3 separate regions of the Sus scrofa genome follow, and all the other regions are linked to region 3. The links are chromatin contacts, called in public HiChIP or PLAC-seq and promoter capture Hi-C maps. All regions are on one chromosome and are shown on one strand. Each heading gives the region's core, a stretch centred on a gene start, on an enhancer-like site or on the middle of the called end of the contact. The rest is flanking DNA. Distances are from core to core; before and after follow the strand shown. Region 1 holds the start of VCAM1 (vascular cell adhesion molecule 1). Region 2 holds the start of EXTL2 (exostosin like glycosyltransferase 2). Region 3 holds the start of CDC14A (dual specificity protein phosphatase CDC14A).

What was found. Promoter capture Hi-C pulls out the DNA fragments that hold promoters and counts their contacts. HiChIP or PLAC-seq counts read pairs in DNA pulled down with a chosen protein or histone mark.
Region 1: a contact with region 3 is called in a promoter capture Hi-C map of liver, with 2.2 times the contacts expected there. The contact joins the promoter of VCAM1 here to the promoter of CDC14A in region 3. A contact is called at or near these places in 1 of 5 promoter capture datasets (liver) and 1 of 47 Hi-C or Micro-C datasets (fibroblasts).
Region 2: a contact with region 3 is called in an H3K27ac HiChIP or PLAC-seq map of alveolar macrophages. The contact joins the promoter of EXTL2 here to the promoter of CDC14A in region 3. A contact is called at or near these places in 1 of 5 promoter capture datasets (liver) and 2 of 2 datasets of contacts at active chromatin or transcription factors (alveolar macrophages and skeletal muscle).

What each region holds. Positions count from the first base shown.
Region 1 is chr4:117,509,917-117,512,755 of Sscrofa11.1, forward strand. It overlaps VCAM1 (vascular cell adhesion molecule 1), which reads right to left and starts at 1,295. Exons shown (of 8, transcript NM_213891.1): 1 at 1,135-1,295; 2 at 342-582; 3 at 305-339. The coding sequence starts at 1,198.
Region 2 is chr4:117,395,698-117,398,567 of Sscrofa11.1, forward strand. It overlaps EXTL2 (exostosin like glycosyltransferase 2), which reads left to right and starts at 1,514. Exons shown (of 5, transcript NM_001243549.1): 1 at 1,514-2,075. SLC30A7 (solute carrier family 30 member 7) reads right to left here and starts at 686. Exons shown (of 11, transcript NM_001136211.1): 1 at 538-686; 2 at 228-329. The coding sequence starts at 617.
Region 3 is chr4:117,803,286-117,805,985 of Sscrofa11.1, forward strand. It overlaps CDC14A (dual specificity protein phosphatase CDC14A), which reads right to left and starts at 1,283. Exons shown (of 16, transcript XR_002343573.1): 1 at 755-1,283.

The DNA of each region.
Region 1 (2,839 bases), core at 45-2,544, 290 kb before region 3:
ATAAAATAAAAAGAACCTTGAAGAACGTCATTTTATGGCTAAGAAAACTGAAGCCCAGGGAGGTTGAGTCTTACAGTTGGCCACCATGTTTATGGCAGAGTTGGAAACAGAAGCCAAGATTTGGGTTTCTGGTCTAGTGCAAGATTCACTCGCTTTCTCGGTGCACTTTGTCCTCTAACCAAGAATCTGGACATGAATACCATACTTAATTGTTATTCTTTTAAAACCTTACTTTAAAAAAAAAAAAAAAAACGTATTTTAAAGCAAAATGGGGAGAAAATCAAATAATCTCTAAAGTACTCACAGTAGATCTCCACTTGGATTCCTCTTTCCCCTTTCAATTCCCGCAGGAGACTGTGCACAGATAGGAGTGTTCATTCTCAAAACTAACGGGATTCATGACCAGCGTGGATCTGGTCCCGTTAGTTTTCACTTTTCCATTCAGAGGACTGTCTATCTGAGTTCTCCAAGAGAAAGACAGGGAGGACTCGCAGTCCGGTGCGCTGCAAGTCAGGGAAGCGGAGTCACCAATCTGCGCAATCATTTTGTCTTCAGGGAAGATCTCGACTTTAACATTTTGAGCTGCAGAGGCAAAAAGAGAAACCCAAACGTACCACGGGTTTGTTTACGGTCCTATTGCTTCTTCTCTGTTCCAGTAGAACACTCAAAATACAACCTGGCTGATCGCCTTCCTAAAACTGCTTTGGACCAACACAAGGCAGCATTGGAGCTGCTGCCAAAAGAAGGTGTTGAAATCACCTTCACTTAAGAGAACTCTCACTTCTGACCTCGATACCCATTGCTCAGAGTTGTTTTGTCACTAGCCAAGTCCAATGTCATTATCGAGTACAGGAAACTAAAGAGATAGACCTTCCTAGAGATGGACTCCAATTACTCACTCATTTGACATGGAAAAAAAAAGGTTACAAAAAGCATCAACTTTGCAGCTTCAACTATGACAGTGAACCAGTAGATAGCAATACTCAGTGGCACAGTGAAAGTTAGGTTAAATTAAGTCCTCTTGCTCTTTAAAAACCCTAGTGCCTTTCTTCACCACCATAGCAAAACTGACCGAAGCCAAAATCAGGGCTAAAATGCAATGCTAGCATTTGGAACAGATCAAGGAGAACTTACAAACGGCAAACACCATCCAAAGTATATTTGAGGCTCCAAAGATCACGACGATATTCCTCGGCATTTTAAGTTGCTGTGTGACGAGGAAACAATGGTTCCAAAACCCTTCTTTGTGTCCTCCCTGAAAGTGCTCAGGAAGAGTCTTGAGCTCCAAAAGCCAGTGAGGTTCAGTGAGGAATGAAATAGAAAGTCTGCTCTTTATAAAGGGTCTTGTTGCAGAAGCGCAGAGGCGGAGGGAAATCCCTTCAAGGGGAAACCCGGACAGAGCCAGAAAAAAAGTTTAACTGACAGCCAGCCAAGGCCAGTATTAACCCCTTCCTTTGCTCTCAGTACTGAAACTCCTGTCTCTGTCCCAGAAAAAGAAAAAACACTCCCAAGTCTATAAAATTCAATCTTTTCCTGATTTTCCTTCCCAAAGCATATCTTTGCAAGAAAGATATGAAGTAATGCTTGCTGCAGAATGAGGCTTTCTGAATCCAATGAGGGGAAAGAGAGAGAAAGAAATAGAAACTTACACTCGAGTGTTGGAAGAGGCTGAACAGTACCATATCATTTGAATGATTGTTCTCCATTATGAAGATATATTTGCAATCCTACAACAGAGATTAAATGTTCTCTTGCAAGAAAAGGGAAGAGATCCCTTCTTTTGATGAGTTGTTTTTTTGTTTTTTGTTTTTTTTTTTTCTAAGGGAGACAGCATGGCTTTTTACTTTTAATTCACAAAAATCGTTCTTTTGACAACAAATACCAACTTTCTGAAATGATGATCTTGAGCAGAGGAAGGAAGTAAAGAAATGCTACCAAAACAAGAGAGGTCATTTTTCTCTTTTGTTTTAGAAAAGTTACCGATTCTTTGATTCAGTGGCTAGCTAGGTAATTGGAAGTCTTTTGCAGACTTAGATTCAAATATATGGAATTCATCTCAGGTGGTAAATCTCTTGGACTCTGTGAGACTTACTCACAAACACAGTTAAAATACGAACAATACTTTGGGTTTGGTATGGGGGGATGCTGACAACAACTGCATGCTCTTTTTCCCCTCCTAGGAAATGACTTTTAAAAGGTATTTTTAAATGGCTGTTTTCGCCTTGTGCACACATGCTCAAGTCTTTGCAAAATGCTTGGCCATCAAATAGAAACCGGAATAGCCACTTCCTTATAGTCTACATGTGCAGTTCTTCCTCCCCCATTGGATCATCCATTCCTGTCATGGTCCCAGACAAGTTCCTGTTCCTCATTGTATCCGCCTCTGCCTTCTCAATATGTAATGCATGGTTTTACACTTCGCGGAGGCACAGGTTCAATCCTTGGCCCAGGAACTTCTGCATGCCATGGGCACAGCCAAAAAGAATTTTAAAGAGGTATTGATAAGCTCCAAGTGCACTCACAGCTTTCTACCTTCTCATCATCTGAGGCCATGGTCTCCAAGACCATATTGGGATGTTGGGAACAGAAGTGTCTGATTCAAGGTTATAGTCCTTGTGAGAGAGACTGACAAAGCAGAGGGTGTCCAGAAGATAATGATGAGGATGGTAGATGACTCCAAACCCCCTGATCTGGTAGGAGCTGCGGAAAGAATGGGATGTTGAATTTGGATAAGGAGCATCCATGAAGCCCTGTGATCATTGAATGATGGACGTGCCTAGGAAGGATATACTTGCTGCTCTGTATTATACCAATGGTTAAAAGTAGGGCTTATTGATAG
Region 2 (2,870 bases), core at 264-2,763, 410 kb before region 3:
AGGAGGGAGCGGGGACCTAAATTTTAACTGCTGCATGTGATGGCCCAGAATTTTAAGAAACGTAAGCATGCCAGACCAGTGTGGATATGAGAAAGCAACTCTGCAGCAGAGGTGGTGGCAAAGGCAAGACCTGAACCTCCCGGTGAGCAGCTACGTGGCACTAAGCAAACAGTGTTTCGTCTCCCCCACCCTCTGCTTCCGCCCCAACCCTTTTTCCCTTTGGTTACCAGTTGCTCCAGATGCCGTAGAGTAGTTCGACAAAAGCGAAAGAGAGGTTCAGGCACAGGAAGAAAAACAGGTTCCGAGACGTCTTGTCCGACAGGATGGACCTAGGCATGACACAAGTGGGGAAGAGCCGGGAAAGTCAAAGCGGGCCGGGACCCGGAGGCTGGGTTCTCCTTTCAAGACCCTCCCAGTCCACACTTTCAAAACGAGGGTGTCCCCGACGCTCCCTCCCTGGACCTCGAGCCATCCTTAGGTTTGGGCCTTCTCCCCTTCTGCCAGACATCCCCATCCCGCAAACACAGCACCCCGCACCTAAACCAGCCCGAGATCTTGCCGAACAGATTGAACTTGGGTGGTTTGTATTCATCGTCCTTGATGGACAGGGGCAACATCTTCTCTGCCCGGCGAAGGGCCGGGTCTACACCCCACTAGTAGCGGCTCCGTGGGTGATGGTAGTGACAGTGGTGACGCCTCAGATGGGAAGCCCCGGAGCTTGTCCCGGGCCGCGCGCCGCTTCCAGACACAGACTCAGACACAGACTCAGACACACACACCCGGGAACCCGCCGACTTCCGGCCCGGGCCGCGCAACGCGTCCTGGGACGGGAAAGGGGGAAGGCGGGGCCGAGGGCGGGACTTGCGCGGTGGGGCGGGGCTTACGACAGGGGGCGGGGCTGCGCGGGTTTTTCTGCGAGTTAAAGGTGGTTGCAACGACTCGGTGTTCCAAAGGGCCGACCTGGGGTGGAGTCCCGCCACCTGGACTGAGGAGGAAAGTCCTGAGCTGGCCCTCTCACGGCCTGGGCTGGGTGGGAAGTTGAGAGCCCGCACTCGTCCACCCTGACCGCCTACCGCCGATGTTCCCGGATGCGCTGGCGTCCAGCGCCAGCCCTTTCGCCCTTACCCCTGTTATCATTAAGACCTGATGCCCTGGGCAGCAGTGCTTAAGAACCTAGGCCGCACGTTCTCTCGCCTTCACTCCACAGGAAGCGCAAATGATGGTTTTGCTGGGTGAACCCTGGACACCCACATCCTAACAATCCACCCCGCCCCGCCCCCCGAAAACAGCGCCTGACCTCTCCGTACTGCCACGCTGGAGGCAATCAATAAAGGTCTTCCGAAAGAATTTTAAATGTATTTAAGAGAACCCTTTAAAAGGAGCGCCGACGAGACTGGGTTGGAATGCAGGTTTGGTTAAGGCATTGCTTCCACGACAATTCTCAATCCGCAGATAACCCAAAACTCGAGTTCCTACACGTCCCCTTCACTTCCAGGTCATCCCGGAGGCCGCAGTCGCGGCTCTAACGCTCGTCAGAACCCCACTGCCCATCGCGAGGAAGTGCAGGAAAAACAGGCTCTTTGGTGGGACGCAGGGACGTGCGGAGCTCGGGGAGGCTAGCCCGACGGGCCTGTCCTGGGCACCCACGGTCGTTGGAACTCGTCTTCGGGCGTCTTTCCGGGAAATTGCTTGGGTAAGGTCAGGTGGTCCATCACCTGAATGAGTACAAGGTGTTGTCTTGGGGGAGAAATGGGGATAAAGGACGACCGGCTTTTGGAGGTGGGCTGGAAACTACAAAACCGAGCTTCTTGGGAACAGCCTTATAGTCTAACAGGAAGTGGAGCGTCACCGAAAGGGAGGGGTGGCCGCCCGGGACGGCCCCCTGCTTCAGGCTCTCTCTTTGCGGTCAGCGTTTCATCCAGGTTATCCATCCAGCGAGTGACGCCAAGTCCTTGCACGCTACTGGGTTTGGAAAAAAACAAAAAATGAGCAAGCGAGACGCCCCTTCCGTTTTATGATCACCAAGCTGCAAGCAAATAAATCGGCTGGTCCCACTGCAATCTTCTGCACTCGAGGTAAGGAAATACCAAAATGCTCTCATGTTAAAAATGTTCTGCAGTGAGCATATATGTGTTTTGCTCTCCTTGGAACTTTGTGAGTATGTGGGGTGGTGATTAGGTGGTTTTATTTTTAAAAACATAATTTATGTACTCTGCAATTTTTTTTAAATGTCCATGTTAATTAAAACTGCTTTATAAAAACAGCTAGATTCCAGAAATTAAGTTCTGGAAAGAGTACTTTGCCTTTCTAGGCATATATTTCATTATTTTAACTTAAAGAAATATTTTCAATTAGTAGCATTTATTTATATTTTTAGGAAGCTTTTATATTAGCCATAGACTGAATTTTATTCAACTGCACTGCCAGGGAAACATCAGTGGGTACAAACTGGGTTCAAGATAAATATTTCCATGGCAATTGAGTTTTTCTCCAAAGCTGCTTTATTTCAATATGATGTAACTTTGCTGGGGGGGGGGAGGTGAGGGTATATGGAAGTAACTAAATGTCAGCAACTGATTTGCAGCGTTCCCTTAACTCATCAAGGTCAGCTGGAATTTGAGCTTGTGTTTTTGTATTCTGCCTTTGAAGATAAATTCTGCATTTTATCTTATATTGCTTTGGATGAGAAATTGCTCAGCTGGTTTATAGAGAAATCTGCAATACCCTTTTTCATAATAGCTTTTAAATAAGTTGGAAAAATTGAAGTTTAATTTCAGTTGTATTGGTCCTGGGACTCCTAAGTCCCCACTCCTCACCCCCAAAATATAAGATAGCTATTCCCATGAGGGCCTTCTTTCAAAAGGCGGCAA
Region 3 (2,700 bases), core at 33-2,532:
AGCAGGGAAGCTGGGGGGCGGGTGCTAATACACCAGGATCAAAATAACTGCTAGCCATTATTTAAAGACCCCATTAACACGTGGGATTCTTGCAGAAACCTGATCTCTCCCAGAAAACGAGAGACCCCAGAGCACACACGTTAGAGGAGAGAGAAGAGGATCTGACTGAGGGACTACTTGGGGGGCAGAGCTCCCACATCCCTCTTGTTTCAGGCCAACGGGAGCAGGTAGAAGCTGAGGGTACCCGTAGAACTGGAGGTGCAAGTTGGGTTCAGAAATCTCCAGACCTCGGCAGCTGCGGAAGGAGAAGAGAGAGGCGAGCCTCTCCTCTGCAGCTCCGGAGACTTCAAGAAGAGGAAGGGAGGAGGGACAAGGGAGGTGTGGTTGGAGGTGTCCCGAAAACTGAGCCCAGCAATAGGGGGATAAATGCAACGGAAAGGATCCCCCGGAGCAGAATCCCCACGAGCCGCTGCACGCAGGAGCCCGGCAGAGGCCGGCGCTGTCCCATTCCCGGGCGGGGGAGGCCTTCCGAGGGTGCTGCAGAGGGAACCAGGGACGCAAGAAAGACAGAGAAGCCGGAAGCTGAGGGTCCTCGGGGAGAGGATAGAACCGGGAGGGGACAAGAGCGCGCGCGGCAACTGCTGTACCCTGGGGGCCCCAGGAGAAGCTGGGGACAGTGGTTGGGACAGAGAGCCGAGAAGTGAAGAGTTGGGGGAGAGGGAGGGGTGGAGGATGCGGGGCAGCTGCTTCTCACCTTTCATGAACTCGCAAGCCCCGATTAGTTCCCCTGACTCCGCTGCCATCTTAAGCGAGATATGCACGGTGGAGGGCTGGGTCGTGGCCAGCTGAGGTCACCCGCCCCCGGGGGCTTCCCCACTGCTCGGGAGCTAGGAAGCTTGCAGTCCTGAACAACGAGCCCGCCAGAGAGAGGGAGCAGGCGCCGAAGGCGGAGGCGGCTAGGGGGTCAGCGCGCCGGGCGCCCCGGGGACATTCCGTGGGGAACCCGAGCACGCTCCAAGCGGGGCGCACACGCCCCGGGCTGTGGCCACTCGGATTCGGACCCGGCTGCTTTCGCTGCTCCGCCGCCGCCGCGCCTGGGAAACGCAGACCAGCTCTCACGGCCGGGCAAAGTCTTCCCCCGGCTCCCAGAGTGATCATGGAGGAGAAGACGTCTGGCCCCGATCGCGCCCGTGGCTACTCTTGCGGCAGCGGGCAGGACTCTGGTGCCCGCCGGCTGGCAGCAGCTGCTCCGGCTCCTCCTTCGCCACCTCCTTTCAGCAGCAACTCTTCCTCCTCCTCCCCCTGGGTCCGCCCCCAGACCTTCCTCCCCGCCCTCCCTCAATCCCCTCCACTTTCACGGCTCCGCGGCCATCCCTTAAAGGGACAGCCCCGCTCCTTTCTCCGCGCTGGCTCCGCGCCCCAGTTACCAGGCGCCCCGCGGGTCACTAAGAGCCGGTTGCTAAGGCTTTGTTGCCGTCCACCAATTGCTGTACGGGAAACGCGGCCCTGGGCCCAGAGGAGCCGGGCGGGGCCTCTAGACCAGAAACTTATGAATGAAACTGTGGATTGGGAGTGGTCGCGGAGGGCGCTGCTGCTGCCTCGCAGGCAAGGATGTGCCCGCGCCCCTTCGCTTTCTGCACCAAGTCTTCTTCCCACTCCTGATTCTTCGTCTTTGTCTCTCTCATTCTTTACCTCTCTCGCCCCACTCACCCTTGTTCTAAACTCTGGCATGCGCGCGCACGCAAACCTCACACTTAAAGATCTCAAGTCTCCAAGCCCCACTTTACCTATATAGTTAATATTTCAACCAACCTCCATCTCCACCACTGATGGATTTCTATCTTTATAAAAATAAAATTAAAAAAGAAGCCCTACCTCCTAGCTTAGAAGAACACCTACTGGTTTCCTCTACACATAGTGGACTCTGAATTAACTTGTGCTTTGTTCTCGTGGGGTAAAGCGTTCCCATCCGGCTCCCCAAGTCCTCTCATTTGGGTCGCCACTGTCGGCGCAAAATCATCACAAATGCCTAACCTTTATAGTGCACTGGTCCCAGGCGGGGGCGGGGCGGAGGAGCAAGGCCAGCCGGGTGTGGGGGGAAGTGGGAGAGGGAGCGAACCCGGGAGAGGGCCTCCACGGGGGAAAGTAACACAAAAGAATTTCTTTACGCAGTCTCAGCCGAAGCGCTGCAGGGAGTGGTTCATCTCAAAGAAGCCCTTGACTTGTTTCTGCGAGGCCTCTCGCACAGCTTTAACAACTATCGCTGGGTGTCCTACCGGCGTGCCTAATTAGAGGGCAGTCCCTTCCATATGAAAATGGCGCTACAGACCCATCATCGGAAGAGCATGCGCTCTCAGTGGAGTCTCCAGCAACAGAACAGGATTGTGCCAGCCTTCCGTTTCGCAGTCACTTGTTTACCTCTTGGAGGGAGGGGGCGCGCAAGAGTCGACCGCCTGAAGCCGCGCTCTGACGCCGCCGAGTAAAGTTCAACCCTCTGGTCTTAGCCTGCTAGACTATCCAGAAAGCTAAACCTCCACAGAAAATGATGAATGAATATCATTTAGATATTCCGAAAAAAATATGCGGAACATCTCAGTGATTCTAATCAAACAAACCTATGTAAGGTAGTTAAAAGAAAAACCTATCCTAACACCCAAAGCTTTAAACGCTAAGGCAAGAACCACATAAACTTAAAGCTGG